Linked DNA regions of Mus musculus: region 1 is linked to region 2. Evidence: chromatin contacts called from public HiChIP or PLAC-seq data. All regions are on one chromosome and are shown on one strand. Each heading gives the region's core, a stretch centred on a gene start, on an enhancer-like site or on the middle of the called end of the contact. The rest is flanking DNA. Distances are from core to core; before and after follow the strand shown.

What was found. HiChIP or PLAC-seq counts read pairs in DNA pulled down with a chosen protein or histone mark.
Region 1: a contact with region 2 is called in an H3K27ac HiChIP or PLAC-seq map of T-cell acute lymphoblastic leukemia, with 5 times the contacts expected there. The contact joins two enhancer-like sites. A contact is called at or near these places in 1 of 484 Hi-C or Micro-C datasets (bone marrow-derived macrophages) and 1 of 115 datasets of contacts at active chromatin or transcription factors (T-cell acute lymphoblastic leukemia).

What each region holds. Positions count from the first base shown.
Region 1 is chr3:10,275,170-10,280,109 of GRCm38.p6, forward strand. It overlaps a transcript of Fabp12 not described here. Among named protein-coding and RNA genes, the nearest start is that of A930014E01Rik, 20 kb to the right of the region's middle. Within about 2 kb of position 2,417, at least 42 of the 459 cell types and tissues checked have an H3K27ac peak or open chromatin away from gene starts, as enhancers often do. A contact at or near this core is called in T-cell acute lymphoblastic leukemia, where this site is marked.
Region 2 is chr3:9,971,968-9,977,257 of GRCm38.p6, forward strand. It overlaps the pseudogene Gm17877. Among named protein-coding and RNA genes, the nearest start is that of Fabp5, 38 kb to the right of the region's middle. Within about 2 kb of position 2,839, at least 175 of the 459 cell types and tissues checked have an H3K27ac peak or open chromatin away from gene starts, as enhancers often do. A contact at or near this core is called in T-cell acute lymphoblastic leukemia, where this site is marked.

The DNA.
Region 1 (4,940 bases), core at 1,167-3,666, 300 kb after region 2:
CTTTTATTTATTTGGGGGCCCAGGGGTAGAGTTTCACCAGGTGGTCACGGCCTTAGTCATGTAACCCAGCATGTGGACTTCTTCCCCAAGTAAATAGAGCAGCACCAGCATCTTAGCCTCAGCCAATAGAATGCATTCACCCCCAAGTTCCATCTCACTCCCTGGTCTCATAGAGTCCCTGGTCACGTGGAATAAAGAGCACAAGCTGTGTCACCAAGGATCATCTGAGACGGTCTGTGTTCTGAGCTGCAACACTTGGGGAAAGTCTCTCCCCCAAAGCACTCATCATTGGATATTTGGACCCACGTGCCTGACCAGACCCCCATAGCTCACAAAGGCTTGTCCAGGGACCCCAGCACGGGAACCTCTTTAGTCCTTTTCTAAGAGCCATAATACTATTTCGGCATTCCCAGCTGGACCTGAGTCCTTTGTCGAGGACTCCACTGCACGCACGCATGCACGCACGCACGCACTCGCCACCTGTGCGGCAGCAACTGACTTTCCCCAGGGAGAATCAGAATCTGGACCATGGACCTCACACATTCTAGTCCCCTCTGAGCTAGTGTAATGGTGGCATTCAGACACCCCAGGGGAGAGGTGGAATCCAGAACCATAAATTATGAGTCCAACTGTCATAAGGCATAACAATATTGTTTCATATTTAAAATGAAATCAGTCAAATTCATTGAAGTTTGATCATATACTGTATTGGAATTTAGAAACAAAAAGGAAAAGAAATGGATCGTTTCTCCAAGGAACCACAGAATAGTCAATGCTAAGCTATATGGCACTCCTCATAGTTGCTTTGGGGGATGGAAATAGAAGATTGCTGTGTCGGCTTCTGCAGTAGGTGGGAGCTGCTCACTGGAAGGGCGAGCTTTGTTTTTTCAGGTGATTGTGGTGAGGAGATACTAGTTCAGCCGCCAGAAACCATGCAAGGGAGAGCTCAAATGTTCACATACTCACAGCTAGAAAATAGAGATCTGTTGGAAAATACTGTTGTTCAGTGCTGTCAGACTGAAGAACTCACTTAAGCCTCTAGGAATTGAGGCTGGGTCACCATGAATGGAGGACTGGGCTGCTATGCAGTTGTTCTAGCATCCACACCTGTGCTGGGTCACAGTGAACGGAGGACTGGGCTGCTATGCAGATGTTCTAGTGCCCACACCTGTGCTGGGTCACCATGAACGGAGGACTGGGGCTGCTATGCAGATGTTCTAGTGCCCACACCTGTGCTGGGTCACCGTGAACGGAGGACTGGGACTGCTATGCAGATGTTCTAGTGCCCACACCTGTGCTGGGTCACCATGGACGGAGGATTGGGCTGCTATGCAGATGTTCTAGCGCCCACACCTGTGCTCTGTGCATACCCAGCTCCTTTTCATTCTGACCACCTCCAAAGCAACTTTCAAACTGAATTTGCTGTAGGGGAGGCAGAAGCAGGGGTCCATTTAAAACAGGGACCGGACACAGGGAGAGCTGTCAGAATGGAGGTTGGTAGAGCAGGGGAGGGTTTGTGTATGAACAATATGTGAGACAAGGGAACAAGTTCTAGAAGAAGAAGGAAGCAAAGATGTCCCCTCCCTGTGAACTTGGGAGAATGAACCGGGAGTGGTACAGAGATGATGTTCAAAAGGAACAGGCCATCTTCCCACTCCCCAGCCTGTGACTTCAGCTCTGAACACCTCTGAACACATAACACTCTACAGATAAATCCAAGCCTCACATTTCTTTGAGGAAATAGGTTGACTACAAGATGTCCCAACAGGTTGTGGTGATTTGTGCCTGTCATTTCAGTCCTCAGAAAGCAGAGGCAAAGGGGAACAAGAGGCACAGACCAGAACATATTATGTAAAGACCCTGTGTCTATAAGGCAAGACCCTGCCTCTAAAATAAAATGAAATTTAAAATACCAAAAGCAGAAACCCAGATGCTACCACAACACATGGCATATGCCCTAGATTATCCTTCTCAGGCATGGGGAAAAAATGTGTAAAATCAGGTTTTTCTGCATTCCCCGTCTCACACTTTGGAAGAAGTCATTTGGGTCTGTAATGACCTCAGTTTGAAAACTGCATTGGGGTGGGAATGAGCTGGGACTGTCTGCGGACACGGATCCCAGGAGTGGGAAAAACTCTTCCAATGAATGCAAAGAATGTATGTAGTACACAGGTTGTAAGACGATGTCAAAATAATCCAGACACCAATTCTCACAGCACCCAGCTCACCTGGCAGGTCTAGGCCATGTCTACAGTAAGGCCTACGATCCAGCATGTTATCAGCTGTGCCTCCAGAGTTCCTGACATCACTTTTCATTCAGCTGACACCTCTGAGAAATGGCAAGCCCAGAGCCTCCCGTCCCCTGCTCTCTGTGATGGATGTCCCCACCTCCTCCATGTTGACTGAACTCCTCTGGATTGGACAGCTGCCTGCCTCCACTTGCCCTCCTTGAGTCACAGAACACCAAGGCTTCCTTTGAAGCAAGACCACAGAGTACAGCATTTTCCCTCTGGGGGATTGCTTGTTCAAACAGATGTATGAGTGCTCGTTGGAGAAACTCACTTGTTCCTTTGTGTTTGTTTTCTGCATACAATGAGGAAGAATAAAAAGAGGGTAATCAGGGACTTCCAGGTTTCTTATCAAGGCAGAAGAAAACTAAAATTGAATATTAGCAATAATGTAGCATTAGAAGTAACGTTTCACTTGCTAAGGGTCCTGTCATGTGGATCAGGTTTTCTTTAACATCACAAGTGTGACAGAGCATGTTACCAAAGTGTGTGTGTAACACATGCACTCCATAGACAAATATAGATATCACACTCCATAGTTAAACGAAAGGACTATTTGTATGTCTCTTTCTCCCTCCTCCCATTTAGCTCCTGCCTTACACACTGAATTCAGTGTCCCTGATGTCAGTGAAAAATCAAGCATGCTCTTGCAAGCAAGGCTTCAACCAAGCTAGTTCATCTGACTCATTCCAGCGTCTTAATTACTATGTGTTCTCTTTAACAAGAGAGGCCACTGTTCTTGTTTAATTCAGCAGGTTCTGGCAGAAACATTTTAAGAAACCTGATTGCAACACTTCCTGCAATTTACAGTTACTGTTTTACCTGTGCCCCAGAGTGCAATAGTAGACCCCAAAAGCTGTGGTTAAGACAGAAACTGTCAGGCTTTACCCCTTGTGCTCACTCACTCCTGTGTCCATTGGTTAATTGTCCATAAATCCTGGATTCACTGGAGACATGTTTCAGACATGCTTTGAGTCTTGTGCAACTGACTGAAGCCAAAGTTTGGAATGAGAAGGTTTTTACTTTTATGAGCATCTAGTGTGTGTTTTCCCCCATTTCTTATATCATTCAAAACTACCTCCATTAATAGGTTTAGTATTATCCCCATTTTATAAGTCTGGAAGAGTGAGATTAGTGAAGGAAGTGAGCCTTCCAAGAATCCATAGTGCACAAAGTAGAGAAATGGTGGATGTACTCAGATACGTGTGGGTTGTCTGCAGGTCCAGTGTCGCTCAATATCTGGGATACACCACGGCACAAAAAGAAGAAAAGAGCTTTCCTTTCCTTTCTTTCTCTGTGAACACAATCTGCAGGCCTGGCAGAGAACATGCTAGAATCGCCTGAAAGCCTTTTCAAACATGAGTGACCATTATTCACCATGGCAACAAAATCAGACTGAGAGCAAAGCCTGAGCACGGGAATTTCTCTTAGAAGATTCACAGTCAGGTCATCCCCATGGAGCACACAGGTCATCCCATGGAGCACACAGGTCATCCCATGGAGCACACAGGTCACCCCATGGAGCACACAGGAATAGTTCCTCTCACGAAATTACACTCTACCCAAGAGCTTTCCTTCACTGTGTGAGCGAGCGTTAGAAAGAATAAAAGTTCTCTTTGGTGACATCAACAATGAAATGAACAGACTTTGCATAAATCAGATTACTTTTACTGACCTCATCTAATCACTTGATGGAGCAAAGGACTAACACTGATTTCCTCCACCAAGCAAGGAGGAATTCTGGCCATCAGTCAGCCTTCTGATCTCAGAGGCAGGTTCCATTGTTGTTGTTATTGTTGCTGCTGCTGGTATTTTTTGTTTGGTTGTTTGTTTGGTTTGGTTTGATCTTATTTGGTTTTTGTTTTGGTTTTATTTGTTTGTTTGTTTTTCAGTTTGTTTTGTGTTTCCAGCTTGCTGATATAATGCTACAAATTTTAGTCTTATACATTCATAATTGTGTAAATGAACTCTTCTCCCTAATATAGAAAAGTCTAAAATCTAAAATACACAGAAAGAAATGCTAGGAAGATGGCCAAATACACTGAAGGAAGACCTGATGGGATGGCTAAAGAACTTAGTCTTTACCTACCGGAAACTGTAGATGTTTTCAGATAAACCGAAAAGCTTACCCTTGGACACTCTCCACAAAAAGGAGGGGGAGGGGAGGAGGAGGAAGAAGAAGAGGGAGAGGAAGAGGAAGCAGCAGCAGTAGTGTATGCTGGGAGCTCTCCTATGGTCCTTTTCCCTTTAAGCTGATATCCCCTACCCTGAGAAGCAGCTATTGAGGAACATGTAACTAGTTGGAATTGGAAGTGTGCCTAAGCGTGGTTACCTCATTGTTACAACAAGATCCAACAAATTATCCAAGTTTGAAGACAAAGAAAAGGTGGAATATAGTGCTGAGTAATGGGGCTCTGGGTCCTCGTGAAGGCACCTGCATGTTCTGAGATCATGTTAGACTCTGGATCTGTCTTCTGATGAAATAACCATAAAAAATTGTCCAGGATTTTAGACTTAAGGATTAAAACAGCAGGGCGGGGCTGGACGGAAGCTTCAGTGGCTGAGAGCTCTCAATGCTCTCTCAGAGGACCAAGGCTTGGTTCCCAGCATCTACAGCATAGCAGGGGCTCACAACTGCTTGTAATCCCACTT
Region 2 (5,290 bases), core at 1,589-4,088:
AGACCTGGGCCCTCAGTTTCTGCAGACAGTGATGTGTTTATAAAAAGTTAAAGATATGGAGGGGTGGAGAGGTAAGGGGGAATGGGATGTCCCAGCAGGCCCATGCCAAGGCAGCCCTTCCCCCTGAGGGACCAGCCACATGATGGTATAGTAAAGAACAGAGTTTATTCAGGGAATGGGGAGGGGAGTTAGGGTAGTAGAGGCAGAGAAAGGGGGAGAGAGAGAGAGAGAGAGAGAGAGAGAGAGAGAGAGAGAGAGAGGAAGAAGAAGAAGAGGAGGAGGAGGAGGAGGAGGAGGAGGAGAAGGAGGAGGAGGAGGAGGAGAGAGGCTGGGCATGACCACATGGAGAGAGGAGGGGAAGGGAAGGGGAAGGGGCGAGGGGACAGGGAGCAAGAAAGGAAGAGGAGGAGGAGGAGGAGGAGGAGGAGGAGGAGGAGGAGGAGGAGGGAGGCTGGGCATGACCACATGGAGAGAGGAGGGGAAGGGAAGGGGAAGGGGTGAGGGGTCAGGGAGCAAGAAGGGAGGAGGGGACAAGAGCAAGAGAGAAGCAAGAGACGGAGGAGGGAGCAAGCAGCCCCTTTTATAGTGGGTCAGGCTACCTACTTACCTTGCTAGGTAACTGTGGGGTGGAGGTTAGACAGAATGCTAACATTCTTCCATTTTGGTTTAATTAAGAAAGAAAAAATTAGAAAGAGGCGATGGTGAAGCAGGAATAGGATCATTGTGATATCTGACTACTTCCGGCTGGCTTTGGGGGCGACGTGTCTCTAGGGAACCTAGAAAAAAGGGTATGGGGGATGTTTGTCCAGTTTTAGGAGAGAGTGGGCTGTTTTCTGCTGTCCAGAGTCTGTGGAGCCATCTGAGGATAGGTCAGAAGGAACAAAGGCAGTAGACGCGTCTGTGTCTGTGACAGGAGATGGAGCATCTGGAGGCTGCTTCTGTGGAGCTGTCCTGGGTGTAGTAGACGCGTCTGTGTCTGTGACAGGAGATGGAGCATCTGGAGGGTTTCTGTGGAGCTGTCCTGGGTGTCGTGGAAGCGTCTGTCTCTGTGACAGGAGATGGAGCATCTGGAGGCTTTCTGTGGAGCTGTCCTGGGTGTAGTGGAAGCGTCTGTGTCTGTGACAGGAGATGGAGCACCTGGAGGCTGCCTCTGTGGAGCTGTCCTGGGTGTATTAGACGCATCTGTGTCTGTGACAGGAGATGGAGCACCTGGAGGCTGCTTCTGTGGATCTGTCCTGGGTGTATTAGACGCGTCTGTGTCTGTGACAGGAGATGGAGCATCTGGAGGCTGCCTCTGTGGAGCTGTCCTGGGTGTAGTAAGCGCCTGGACTTGACAGGGTGTTGAAACACATTATTATAGGTAGAGAATAAGATTAAGTGTGCTTGGGAGAAAGTAAAATTTTTTTTTCTTAGATGTACAGTTGAATCCCAGAGGAATCCCACCCTCTGGAATAATAAGTAGTAAGAGGGAACTTTGGGCAGATGGACTTATCTGAGTGGAGTCTATCTGGTCCATGAGAGGTAGATCTGAGTGGGTTTCCTCCAGCTTATAAATTTACAAAAGAGATAACAACAAGAGTTAACACCATGAATAGTCTTTAAGATGAGCCTTTTGTGAGTCAGAAGGAACAAGAATCTGTGATTAAAAAGTTGGATAGTATAGTGGAATGTTGTGTTAGAATTAGGCAAGTTTATAAGAACTTGAATAATATTAGGGCAGTGGCATAGCAAGAAGAGGAAACATGAAGCATTTAATGAATGGAAACAGAGTTTAGGTAAGGAGATAACAGATGACATCTGGGGAAGCTTTTTCTAGCTGTCAAGCTACAGTTAGCTTAGCTGTCAGTGTAGTCGGAAGTGTGAGAAAGAATAATCTACCAGTCATATTATTTAAAAAATGACAGAGTCCACTAGCTAAGAGTCCCCGTGCTCTCCACGGTCTCCATGGCAACATGGGCAGTCAGTCTGGCTTTCAAGAGCAGAAGACACAGGGCCTTTTCTCTGTGGAATGGATAAGTGTGATATGAGAAATGGTTTACCTTGATTTAGCTAAGTCATTTGACTCAGAGCATCCACTTTTGTCCACTGCATTTTTCAGTTATTATCATATCACAATCTCAGCAGTATCTTGTAGTTGTGTCCTCATCTTCTGAGACCTGGTGGGGTTAACTGTTAGAGGCGTCGGGAATTCTGTCTGTAATAATCTTAATAATTAGCAGACTTCTGATAAGATGGAGGGCTATATCGATTGGTTATATCTGAATAGAGCACACTATCATTCAATGGCAGTAGTAAAAGACACCATCGATCAAGACAGGACAGGAATGAAAGTTTAAAGCTGGCAGGCAAGCCGTGGGAATGGTTAGTCTGCGGAGCGAGGGAGTGGCTGGTGCATGCATGTACGTGTGCAGTTGAGGTACCAGGCGTGCACTCAGGTGGAGTGGAACGGGTACATAGCCTGTAGCCCTGAGTACAGATTGCTAGGAGCCACGATAATGGCGTGTGCGCTCCTGCTGCTGAACGGGCGGGGTGGTGGTTGCAAGCTGCTGCAGCAGTGGGAACAGTGTGTCAGGCAGCAGTGGCTCTAGGCAGAGGCAGCAGGAAGTCTGTTTACTTTGACCGGGTATGGGGTGGGACTTCCTACTAGCAGCCAGAAGTTGTGGCCCAGTGCTTCGGCAGAAGGAGTCCGTGGTGGGTGGGGGACGAGAAGCCCCCAAAGTAGTCTGTTCTGTATTCCAGCGACCTGCACGTTATTCTTGTGGCGCAGCTAGACATCATTTTATAAGTCCCCGGCAGGAAGGGAGAGAGAGAAAGAGAAAGAGGGAGGGAGGGAGGGGCTCCCTAGTGTGCTCTCGCAAGTGGGAAAGCAAGTCTCACAGATGGGGGCCCTGGCAGGACGCAAGGGGTGGGGCCAGACCCATTTTTTTAGGTGAACTGGCTGAACTAGTGGCTGCAGCAGACTGCAAATGAGGGAGGGGTAGGGGAAAGAGACTATGGGTCCCTAGAGAGAAAGTGTCAGTCTAGTTGCCATGCAGATATTGCTTTAGACCAAGACATCCCACTAAGACTGACCCCAAGTGAGAGAAAAGGGTTATTAACTGCCCCTACCAGTGTCCTGAGGGCATTAACAACCCAAGAGAGATTCCAGCCTAGGCCAGACGGCCAGGTCATCACGTGGGGGCCTGAGGGCTAATGCTTGGCGCCCGTGCTCCTGAGCCAGAGAGAGCAGTTTACCCAAGCCTGGAAATTTCTCAGCAGAGAGAAAGAAACTGTCTCAAAAGGAGAGGGAATCTCACCCAAGGGAAGAAGTCCTAGAATGAGGGCCAGTGAAAGACTGACTGTCTCCCATTCTCAAAGACAACAGAGGGGTAGCTCCGAGCTCAAGAACTCTTCCCTGGGATCATGCTGACAGTAACTCTGACCTGTTCTGAGCTAGCCAGCATGAATCTCCATGTAGTAGCTGGGGTGGCATGCAAATCTGCAGAGTTCCTAAATCTGAGTCATGGCACCATATGGCCTGTTTGTAAAAAGCTGAAGAGACCTTGGGTGCCAACTGGACGGATGGTCCGGAGCTCCCCAGAGGACTCTCCACGCCGAAGGCGCTCTAGCACATCCAGGATCTTAGAATCACTGACCGTGACGGGCCTGTGATAGCAGGAGCAAGGACACAGGAGCCCTGCCTGACCAGCAGTTCAGGTTCCTTCTGCTTAGTGCTGGTACACCTTGGTTTCAAACACACAAGACAGCCCCACAGTCTCCAGAAGAGACTCCACTTCCAAGTACTGTAACAGGCCAAGGATCTTAGGATTCCAGGATCACAGCATCCCAGGAGCTTGGTCACACCAGGATCTGAGGGTCTCAGAGGAAGCTTGACTGCCAAGAACTCTGACACACCCAGAATCTCAGGTTTACAAGCTCTGGAATCACAGGATCACAGAGAAAGCTGGACTCTGAGGAGTCCTGAATCAACTGGAATTACAGGAAGGACAGGCTCCAATCAGATATATTGAGGGCAGCAGCACTTGAGATAATCAGATGGCAGGAGGCAAACACAAGAACAGAAGCAACAGAAAGCAAGGTTACTTGGTGTCTTAGTCAGGGTTTCTATTCCTGAACAAACATCATGACTAAGAAACACGTTGGGTAGGAAAGGATTTATTTGGCTTACACTTCCATACTGCTGTTCATCACCAAGGAAGTCAGGACTGGAACCCAAGCAGGTCAGGAAGCAGGAGCTGATGCAGAGGCCATGGAGGGATGTTACTTACTGGTTTGCTTCCCCTGGCTTGATCAGCCTGCTCTCTTATAAAACCAAGACTACCAGCCCAGAGATGGTCCCACCCACAAGGGGCCTTTCCCCCTTGATCACTAATTGAGAAAATGCCTTACAGTTGGATCTCATGGAGGCATTTCCTCAACTGAAGCTCCTTTCTCTGTGATAACTCCAGCTGTGTCAAGTTGACATAAAACTAGGCAGTACAATTGACCCCTTGTCAACTTGACACACAAACACATCACTAGTAAGCCTAAACCCTTACATTCTTATTCATCCCCAAGATCTAATAACTTTAAAAGTCCCACAGTCTTTACATATTCTTAAATTTTCAATCTCTTTAAAATATCCATCTCTTTTAAAACCCAAAGTCTTTTTACAATTAAAAGTCTCTTAACTGTGGGCTCCACTAAAATAGTTTCTTCCTTCAAGAGGGAAAATATCAGGGCACAGTCACAATCAAAAGCAAAAATCAATCTCCAACCATCCAGTGTCTGGGATCCAACTCACGATCTTCTGGGCTTCTCCAAGGGCTAGGGGTCACTTCTCCAGCCATGCCCTTTGTAGCACACACATGTCCTCTAGGCTCCAGATGCCTGTACTCCACTGCTGCTGCTCTTGGTGGTCATCTCATGGTACTGGCATCTCCAAAACACTGCATGACCCCTTCAGTCCTGGGGTGTCAATTGCAACTGAGGCTGCATCTTCACCAACGGCCTTCCATGGCACTGAGGCAGTGCTGAGCCTCAGCTGCTCTGTGTGATCCCTTCATGCCTTCAAAACCAGTACCACCTGAGTAACTCTTACACATTATTGAGTCCATCCACAGCACAAGATACAACCTTGGCTATCTCTGGAACACAGCCTCTGTGCTCTCAGAAAGCACTTCCCAGAAGATTTCACCTCAGTGATGCTGGTCTCTTCTTAATCACCACTAATTTCTTAGCTCCAGCTAACCAGCATCAATAGTCCCAGTAATGCAAAGGTTTTACTTTAGTAGTTCTAGTATCTTTTAAT